Linked DNA regions of Gossypium hirsutum: region 2 is linked to region 1. A link is a contact called in public Hi-C data. All regions are on one chromosome and are shown on one strand. Each heading gives the region's core, a stretch centred on a gene start, on an enhancer-like site or on the middle of the called end of the contact. The rest is flanking DNA. Distances are from core to core; before and after follow the strand shown. Region 1 holds the start of LOC107897578 (homeobox-leucine zipper protein HAT5-like). Region 2 holds the start of LOC107897574 (serine/threonine-protein kinase BLUS1).

Region 1 (4,368 bases), core at 1,099-3,598:
TAAGTTATTTTAAAAAAAAACGAATATTCTTCTCCTCCTCCTCCTCCTCCTCCTCCTCCATCATCATCATCATCATCATCATTACAATATTGGGAGAGGAGAAGGGATGATTTAAGTGCCAGACGAGAACTCTAAATATTGCTCCAAATAAATCTTAGTTGATCACATTATTGATTTAGTAGTAAAACTTGTGTTGGTTCCAAGTTGATTGATGTTAAGTTTAGGGTTCGATTCCTATGTTTCCAAACTCATTTCCCTTTTCTCATTGTAATGTAATTGAGGAAAAAAAGAAATGATATACAAAACAATTAAAAAGAAGTTAAAAATAAAACAGAGATATTATTTAATGCACTGTGGACACATAAATTTCATGCATCATCAATCAACCACATTAAACTATCTCATCAATGAGTAAAAGAAAAAAGTATTTAATAACTTATAAATAAATATTACTTAATTTAAGTAATATAATTAAAATGAATTAAATTTGTTATTTTCTCCTCTCTTAAAAGAAAACTTCTTTTTTAAAATTCTGAAAAAAATGTATAAGTTTATTATTCTCTCCTCTCCCTCTCAATACATAGAAAACTTAAATCAAACTAACACATCTCCCTCTTTCTCTTGCTATTTGGGAAATTTATTTATTTATTTAAAAAAATCTTAGATAAATCTTTGGTCTAAACACAATTTTGAAGAGGAAAAATAAATAGATTGCATAATAGTTAATAGACAATAATAAGTTCAATAAAGTAAATGGTTAGTTTGATGTAAGTTTTTTCAACAAAATCTGTCAATATATTTGAGGAGACGAAAGAATAAAATGAGAGGGAGATGAGAAAATAGTAAATTTATATGTTTCTTTTTTTACTATTTTAAAGAAGTTTTTATATAGGTTTTTTACATAAATAATATAAAAGAAATAGTTAATTAATTTTTTTTTGGAAAATAGATTAATTACGAAAATAAACATTTGCTACAGTGTTATGAAAGGTGCCCTTAACATATTGGCGGCACCAAACTAAAATGTGATGACCTAAAATATTTAAGGACTTGTTCTGCAAATTTACCGTAATTAATTATATTTATATAGGAGATAAAAATAATAATAAATTTAAATGGTTTTAATATATTTAAATAAAATTTCTTCATCTCATTGATGATGTGATTTATTGATTAATATTATCCTAATAAAATAAAGATAAAGATAAAGATATATATAATTCCACATGTATTGGTAATATTTTTAATTTTACTTTTCAGCTATGAGTGCCCGAAAAGGAAAAAAAACCTAATATACACACATTCTTTTCTACTTTCCTTATTCATAATCATAACCATGCAAATAATAGTAAGAACGAGGAAATTATCATTCTTTAGAGAATATAGTAATTAAAGCAGGTTATATCTTAATTTAATTCATATCAATTCTTATTATAGACTTTTGAAAGTTGGATTATTGCTTAATTCCATTTTCAGGGGTTATCCTCTATTTTAGGATTCAAGGATTAAGAAGAAAAGAAATACAGGCAAAATCACAGCCGTTAATAGCAGTGGAATATGATTTTAGTCAACTAGATCCGACAGTTCCCCGACCGCTAAACATGGGACCTATGCAACACTCTGGCACAAATTACTATGCTCCCAAGATCACATCACGTCTGTCAAAATAAAAACATTAGAAAAATTCCAACGGTCAAGATCTATTCAACACCAATTACATCCCCAGCGCAAGTTAGTGAAGCCCACCAGCAGGTCAAGAAAATACTGCTTCAGATTACCAAAAACGCCCTTCCTTTTGAAATAAAAAGAATCTTTGAAAGGGTATTTCAGTCCTTTCAACATACAAGCATCAAATATATAAATCATCCTATGCCTCATCTCGACGAACCTTTAGCTACAAAAACAATTAGAAGCGACACAAAACATTTCTTTTTCTTCTTCTTCTTCGTAGCTAAAGCTTCTTCTGTCTGAGAGCCTTGAAATTTGCTTTCCTATTAGATTTCTTTTTCTTCTTTGATTACAGTAAACAGTAAGTGGGAAGTGTAATGGGATTTTGTATTTGTCCATTGGAGACTCCAGCAAGGTTGTTGTGGACAACTAGCTTCTTTCGCCACAAGCTAATGATCTTTTAATTTTTATGTAAAAGTAAAACACAGAAATTATCTGTGTACAATCTTTGCTTTTCTTCTTTTACAGCAATTTTTTGTGTCTTTTTACTCGCCGGAAAGTTTTAGGCACAAAAATATTACACACATACACAAAGTTTTAAGATATAGAAAGACAAATTTGTATAAAGAAAATGGAGTCTGGCCGTCTTTTTTTCAATCCCTCCACTACCCACCGCAACATGTTGCTTCTCGGGAACACTGAACCCATCTTTCGAGGTGATTTTTTTTATTTAAGCTATTTTCATATAGTTGATCTCAAATGTTTCTGTTGCTCTTAAGCTTGTGGAAAACAATCTCGGTTCGGATTTTAAATAGATTTTCTTTTTTTACACACATACATATAAAGGGGCAAGAACAATGGTTAGCATGGAGGAAAACCCAAAGAAGCGACTGTTCTTCAGCTCGCCGGAGGATTTGTACGACGAAGAGTACTACGACGAGCAGTTGCCCGAGAAAAAGCGTCGCCTTACGTCGGAGCAGGTTAGTCAATGATAATCTCACAAGGACAAACAAATATATATGGAACATGAAATTTAATCCACCGATTAACTTATATAATTACTATTAAAACATGATATTCAGATGGAATACAATAGAGATTTCAATCCTAGATTTAATTTCAGTTTTGTAAAAGGATAGGCTATATGTTTAAAGGGGAAAATAAAGCATATGATACCCGTAGGAACATAATTCCACCATATTTAAAAAAAAAAAAAAGAAGGATTTGATAAATATTCACCATATCAGAATCAAATTCCCTTGATATTAGTCTGAGATCATAGGGAATCAAATAAACTTGAAATAAAAAGGGGTTTGGGGGTTTAGAGATGGAAGGAAATTGATAAGTGTGATTGGATGTGAAGGTGTATCTGCTAGAGAAGAGCTTTGAGGCAGAGAACAAGCTGGAGCCGGAGAGGAAGAGCCAGTTGGCCAAAAAGTTAGGACTGCAACCAAGGCAGGTGGCGGTATGGTTCCAGAACCGCCGTGCAAGGTGGAAGACAAAGCAGCTTGAAAGGGACTATGACCTCCTCAAATCTTCCTTTGATTCCCTTCAGTCCAATTATGACACTATTCTCAAAGAAAATGAGAAGCTCAAATCTGAGGTACTTGCCCACTTTCAACTCATTCATGTCTTACATTATTTCTAACCATGTTACTTGCCACTTACTAATTTTCCTTTTCCAAATATATTATTAATATATTGACACCTGGCCCTGGCTGGTAAATGGAGATTCCATATTTTTCTAATTCAAAAAACATGCGTTAGTGTAGTAATGTAAACCGCATCTATTCCTAACCCCACATTGATTTTCAGCGACGGATTTCAAAAGCAAACTGAAAGAAGAATATACCATGGTGCTTTCAGAAATATGCTTAGGATTCCCCCACTAAAGATTAAAAAAATGGTTATATGTGTATATATTTTACAACCCAAAAGACTAATCACCACGGTAGCAACATTGACATATACATATTAATATAGATAATGTTGATTGTCCTATGTAGGTAGCTTCCTTGACTGAAAAACTACAAGCCAAAGATGTGGCAACAGAAGCAATAGCAGGTGAAAAGGATGAAGGGTTAGCAGCTGAGATGGCCTCCGCCCTCCAATTCAGTATGAAGGTGGAGGACCGTCTTAGTAGCGGCAGTGTCGGAAGCGCGGTGGTGGATGAGGATGCCCCACAGCTGGTGGACAGCGGCAATTCCTACTTTCCAAGCGATGAATACTCCAGAGGCATTGGCCCTTTCGATGGGGTTCAGTCGGAAGATGAGGATGGCAGTGATAATTGCGGGAGTTACTTCTCCGATGTGTTCGCAACCACAGAGCAGGAGGCATTAGGATTGTGGGCCTGGTCTTAACCTAAAGGATCCTGCAAAAAAATATCTCTCTAGTGTTTCATGCTATGGATGTCATGCGTTGAATCAAGACAACAGTTGAAAATAACCAAAAATACAAGTGATGTCAGAAACCCGGTACATAGGGTAAAGTATATGGATGAAATATAGTCTAAAGTCAATGGAATAATAATAATACTAATATGTTTAAGTTTTACATCACCTCCTTCCTCTCTTGTTTTCAGCTTATTTATATTACTTCGGTTTAAAGCTAACATAAACACAATCAATCAAACAAATATGAAGATTATGTGCGAGTAACTCTTCATGAACTCAAGGGGTAACCATAGTGATTCTCCAATAT
Region 2 (4,387 bases), core at 1,608-4,107, 160 kb before region 1:
AACAAAACCTGCCAGCAAAAATGGGAGTAAACAATCAAACTAAGAAGTAAAAAAAGAATGAAACCACAAAATACATGCAATAAGAAACTCATTTAACAATCAGAAAACTGAGATGTTTACTTTCATCGGTGGATACTTGGAAAATGGGGCATGGCCATGAGCAAGTTCGAGAGCTGTTATTCCCAAAGACCAGATGTCTGCTCTGTTTACAGGAAAGAAGAAAATGAAACAGAATGATTAAAAAGGTATAACAAAGCAAATAATGGAAGGAAATGAAAAGAAAAGAAGAAAAGATAAGAAAAGTGACTGACTCACTTAAAGTCATAACCATGCAGTTGCTGCATAACTTCTGGAGCCATCCTGATATAAAAGCAATGATAAGGAGACACATTGAAGTCATTGTCAACTCTCAAAATCCAAATTTCGTAACAAAAGTATCAATATAACTAAAATCCCAGACAGTTGATGGCCAAGGAAAAACAAATACCAACAAGGAGTTCCAACAAAAGTATTTCTTGAACGCTGTCTGTCTCCACTATCAAACATGCATGCTGATACCCCAAAGTCTGCCAACTTGACAGCACCATTAGAGTCAATTAAAATATTCCCAGCCTGCAAATAGAAGTTATGAATGTAGATAAGAATAACAGAGAAAAAAACCCTGGAGGAGGAATAAAACAGACAAAGGCAGATAACAGGTTGTATACAGTTCACATACTTAACACAAATATTATCCTTGTCAGAGAAACAATAATAATAAGTAAAATCAAATAATAGACTAATACATTCAATTGCATTCTACTATTATCAGAAGGTTTTGGATATTTAGAACAGAAACAAATTTTCCTGCATTTCTAACACATTGTCAATTACATTATAAGAACAACCATAGCTTTTCATATTACTTGTCATATAATATACCTCAATGTGTATATTAATCAAATACGGTCAATAACTAATCAGCCTGGTCTCAGAAAATAAATTAGCCGAGGAAGTAGACAATAAAAGAAATAGTATAAAAATAAAACAAGAAGGGGCATTAGAAACCTTCACATCTCTGTGAATGTGCCCATGTGCATGAAGATAAACAAGAGCTTTAAGAACTTCACGCAATAAAGTAGCAATGACAGGCTCTTCAAAACCTTCAGGATAAGCAGATTTCATTATATGCAGGCAGGATCCCCCAGCCATGTATGGCATCACAACCCAAAGGCAGTGACCAGCAGTGAATGAGCAGTGTGCTGGTAAGAGATTAGGGTGATCAATCAAGCTCATGGTCTGCACTTCTCTGCGGATGCCATCCTGCATCACTCATGAACAAATCCCATTCATATGACAGAAATAATATGTTTGAAGTCAACATTTTATGCAGGGGGGTTGATGGAACTTATAAGATACATTTGTATGCAATACATATATATATATAAATACCAGATCATTATTGCACTTCTCCAAGTCAAGAACCTTGATAGCAACAATCTCATTAAGTGGAATGCATAAAGCTCTAAACACAGTGGCACTGACACCGTCTCCAACTTCTTCGTATAACTTGTAATCTTGTGCGCTGACTGGATATCGCTTCTCCAAAGGATGCTCCATTGTTTCATTTTATAGCATACCATTACCACCCTCTTTACTCCTAGATATCCCAATTGTCAAAAACAATATTTCAACTACATATTGAAGCATCAATCCAATGTGGGGTTTCTTCCAATTTGGGAGCATATTCTTCTCTTCTTTAGTGCACAGCAGTATCCAATGCTACTAACTTCATCAAGATAATTGCCTTACACAGTCCTTTTCCTCGGATTCAGAAATAGTTTAAACCCCTAAAACCTAGTAAATAACAAAAAAGGTCTTACATATTACACCAACTACTCTGTAATCAAACTATCAGATAGGACACCCAGAAAAGTGCTATAAATAAGTCATACCCAAAGCCAGCTGAAATTTGGGTGTAAACTAGCAAATAACCAAAATGTATGGGAAATAACAAGAGGAGGTAGTCTTAACCTGTAAAAAAGGCCGAAGAAAGAGAGTGTTGTTAATTCTTACTAGCACAAACACTTTTTCCAAACAATCCAATCAAAAACACATTTTTTTTTTTGGGAAACAAAGTACAGATATGAATAAAAGACAATTTAATTGTAATTCTAGCTAAATTAAAAAATAAACTTAAAAAGCACCAAAATGGTAACTACCACTACAAACTCAAATGAATTAACTGTCAGATATTAAAGTATTAATAAAATCACTCCAAGATTTCTACATTTCCACTACTTCACTAAAACTAAAGACAAATTCAAAAACAACTTCCCAAAAACATGAGCTAAAGTTATTCAACCCTAGGGTTTCAGTAGATTCAAATCACAACTAAATCTGAAAACATAATAAAAAATTGCATTAAAAAATGGAAGTTCCACCTACCACCTCTTTCATACGAGAGTTCTCTTTCCAGTTTTCAGCCTCAAATTTTGATTTCTTCGTCTTCAAAAACTCATTACGATATGAAACAAGAAATCACTTTACACACACCACGATTCGATTCGGCGATGACAATTATTGTCCCACAAATACCATCATTTAAATATTTTTTTAACAAAAAAAAACCTCTAAGTTTCAGTTTCTCGGATCGAATCTAATAACTTTCACGGTTTGCAAAGAAAGTACTTTTTTTTTCTTTAAGCTTAGAACAGAGTAAAAAAGAAAAAAAAAGAAGAAGAAGAAGAGAAGAGGAAGCTCAAGTTCGATGGAAATTAGAGTGGGACCCGGACAAGAGATATTGATGAGATTTTAGTATTTTTCTCTTAGTAGGTGAAAATATCGTTGTTGCGGCGGCGGATTGTAACTTATCGAGAAGGATAAGACATAAGAGAGGAAAGCGTAAGGTGTTTGACTCATCTCTCCACTTGCCATTCAATTATTTTCATTCGACATTTGATTTGACTTCATATTCCGAGATTTTTCAAAATCTCGTCTTGAAAACTTAAGATCTACTTTCAAAAAGTTGTCAACTATATATCAGAAGAAATAGGACAGAGTCAAGTACATATTAAAAGTGAATTAATTAAAATACACCCTACTTTTTAAATTTATTTAATAATAATTATAGGTAGAATAGTAAAATATTTATTTATAAATTTTAAAATATGTGTTTAATCTTTGGATTTATGATCTTTAGTGGTTTTAATTAAAATTATATAAAGTATGAAAAAAATTATATAATAAGTATAAATAATTACAAAATTAAAAAAAAAATTAAGAAGGAGTTTTTATGTAAGTCGTTAACCTAATTTCAATTTTTTAATAAAAAATGATTGATCCTACCTTAAAATTTGGTTTTTTAATTAAAAATATAAAATTGTGTAGAATTAAACTGGAAGGATGTAAATTTTGTTTAGAAAGTTATATTTTCAATCTCTTCCAAGTTTTGTTTCTTGGCTACCGCTTACATCTCTGTTTTGCCATATTGTTTTCCCTTTCTATTGATTTTCGACATAATAACTCTTCAGGTTGTTGCCGCTCACGTTTCTGTTTTGCCATGTTGTTTGTTTTTGGGCATAATAACTCAAGATCCTACCTTTTCACTTCTTTGTCGATATCAGGTTGTTAATGTCTTGGTGCTCCATGGATTCTCCTATGTTATTTCGTATCATTCAAACTTCTATTAAGGCCTCTGTTTTTAACAAATTTTGTTTCTTTCTTCTATTTGGTGAAGCCCTCTGCTCTTTTGGTGTTATGACGTTACCACCTCTCCAGGGTTTCACTAGACCAAAACTTTGACGGACTTTGGTATCATCACACCCGTTCTGCTTTTGGTGGTTGTAATTCTCAAGTTTCTAAGTTTTTTTTCAGTTTTGGCTTTTCCTCTGTTGGTGTTCTAGTCTATGTTTTGGTGGCTTCAGTGTCTTCTTTGGGATTTCCCACTAGCATGGCTCCATTGAAAGCGTGCATGTTATTGGGTTAGTCTCCGTTTAGTATTGGTTGTTGGAATTACTTTTGGACTAAAAAGCATTTTAAAGTAAAAATTTTAAAAAAAATTATTTTTATTTTTGACTAAAAAATACTTTTTTATTTTGAAAGTTTTTCTGAAAAAGAATGCTGGCCCAATGCTTTCTCCTTCTCCCTCCATGCTTGGCAACAACAGATATTGTTTCTAGGGTTTTGGGGGGATTGGGTTTGGCTAGGCTTACCCTTTCAACTTTGCTTGTGCTTTTTGAGCTTTAAAACTTTTATGTTGTAATTGGTTATATTTTTATCAATGATATCTTTCTCATTTGAGTATATATATAAAATACATTGTGAATATACAAAATACTAATCTATATATACATTACTAAATAAGTTGTTTTTTAGGAAGGTTTGTTAATATTTTATTAGTGTAACT

What was found. Hi-C and Micro-C count contacts between places; a contact is called where the count stands out from the background.
Region 2: a Hi-C map of hypocotyl shows a contact between it and region 1, with 3 times the contacts expected there. The contact joins the promoter of LOC107897574 here to the promoter of LOC107897578 in region 1. A contact is called at or near these places in 6 of 34 Hi-C or Micro-C datasets (anther, callus, hypocotyl and 2 more).

What each region holds. Positions count from the first base shown.
Region 1 is chrA10:21,257,692-21,262,059 of Gossypium_hirsutum_v2.1, reverse strand. It overlaps LOC107897578 (homeobox-leucine zipper protein HAT5-like), which reads left to right and starts at 2,348. Exons shown (of 4, transcript NM_001326850.1): 1 at 2,348-2,384; 2 at 2,515-2,648; 3 at 3,032-3,271; 4 at 3,675-4,028. The coding sequence starts at 2,348. The coding sequence ends at 4,028.
Region 2 is chrA10:21,419,310-21,423,696 of Gossypium_hirsutum_v2.1, reverse strand. It overlaps LOC107897574 (serine/threonine-protein kinase BLUS1), which reads right to left and starts at 2,857. Exons shown (of 22, transcript XM_041078971.1): 1 at 2,428-2,857; 2 at 1,935-2,013; 3 at 1,432-1,836; 4 at 1,048-1,302; 5 at 488-612; 6 at 316-360; 7 at 121-202; 8 at 1-8. The coding sequence starts at 1,599.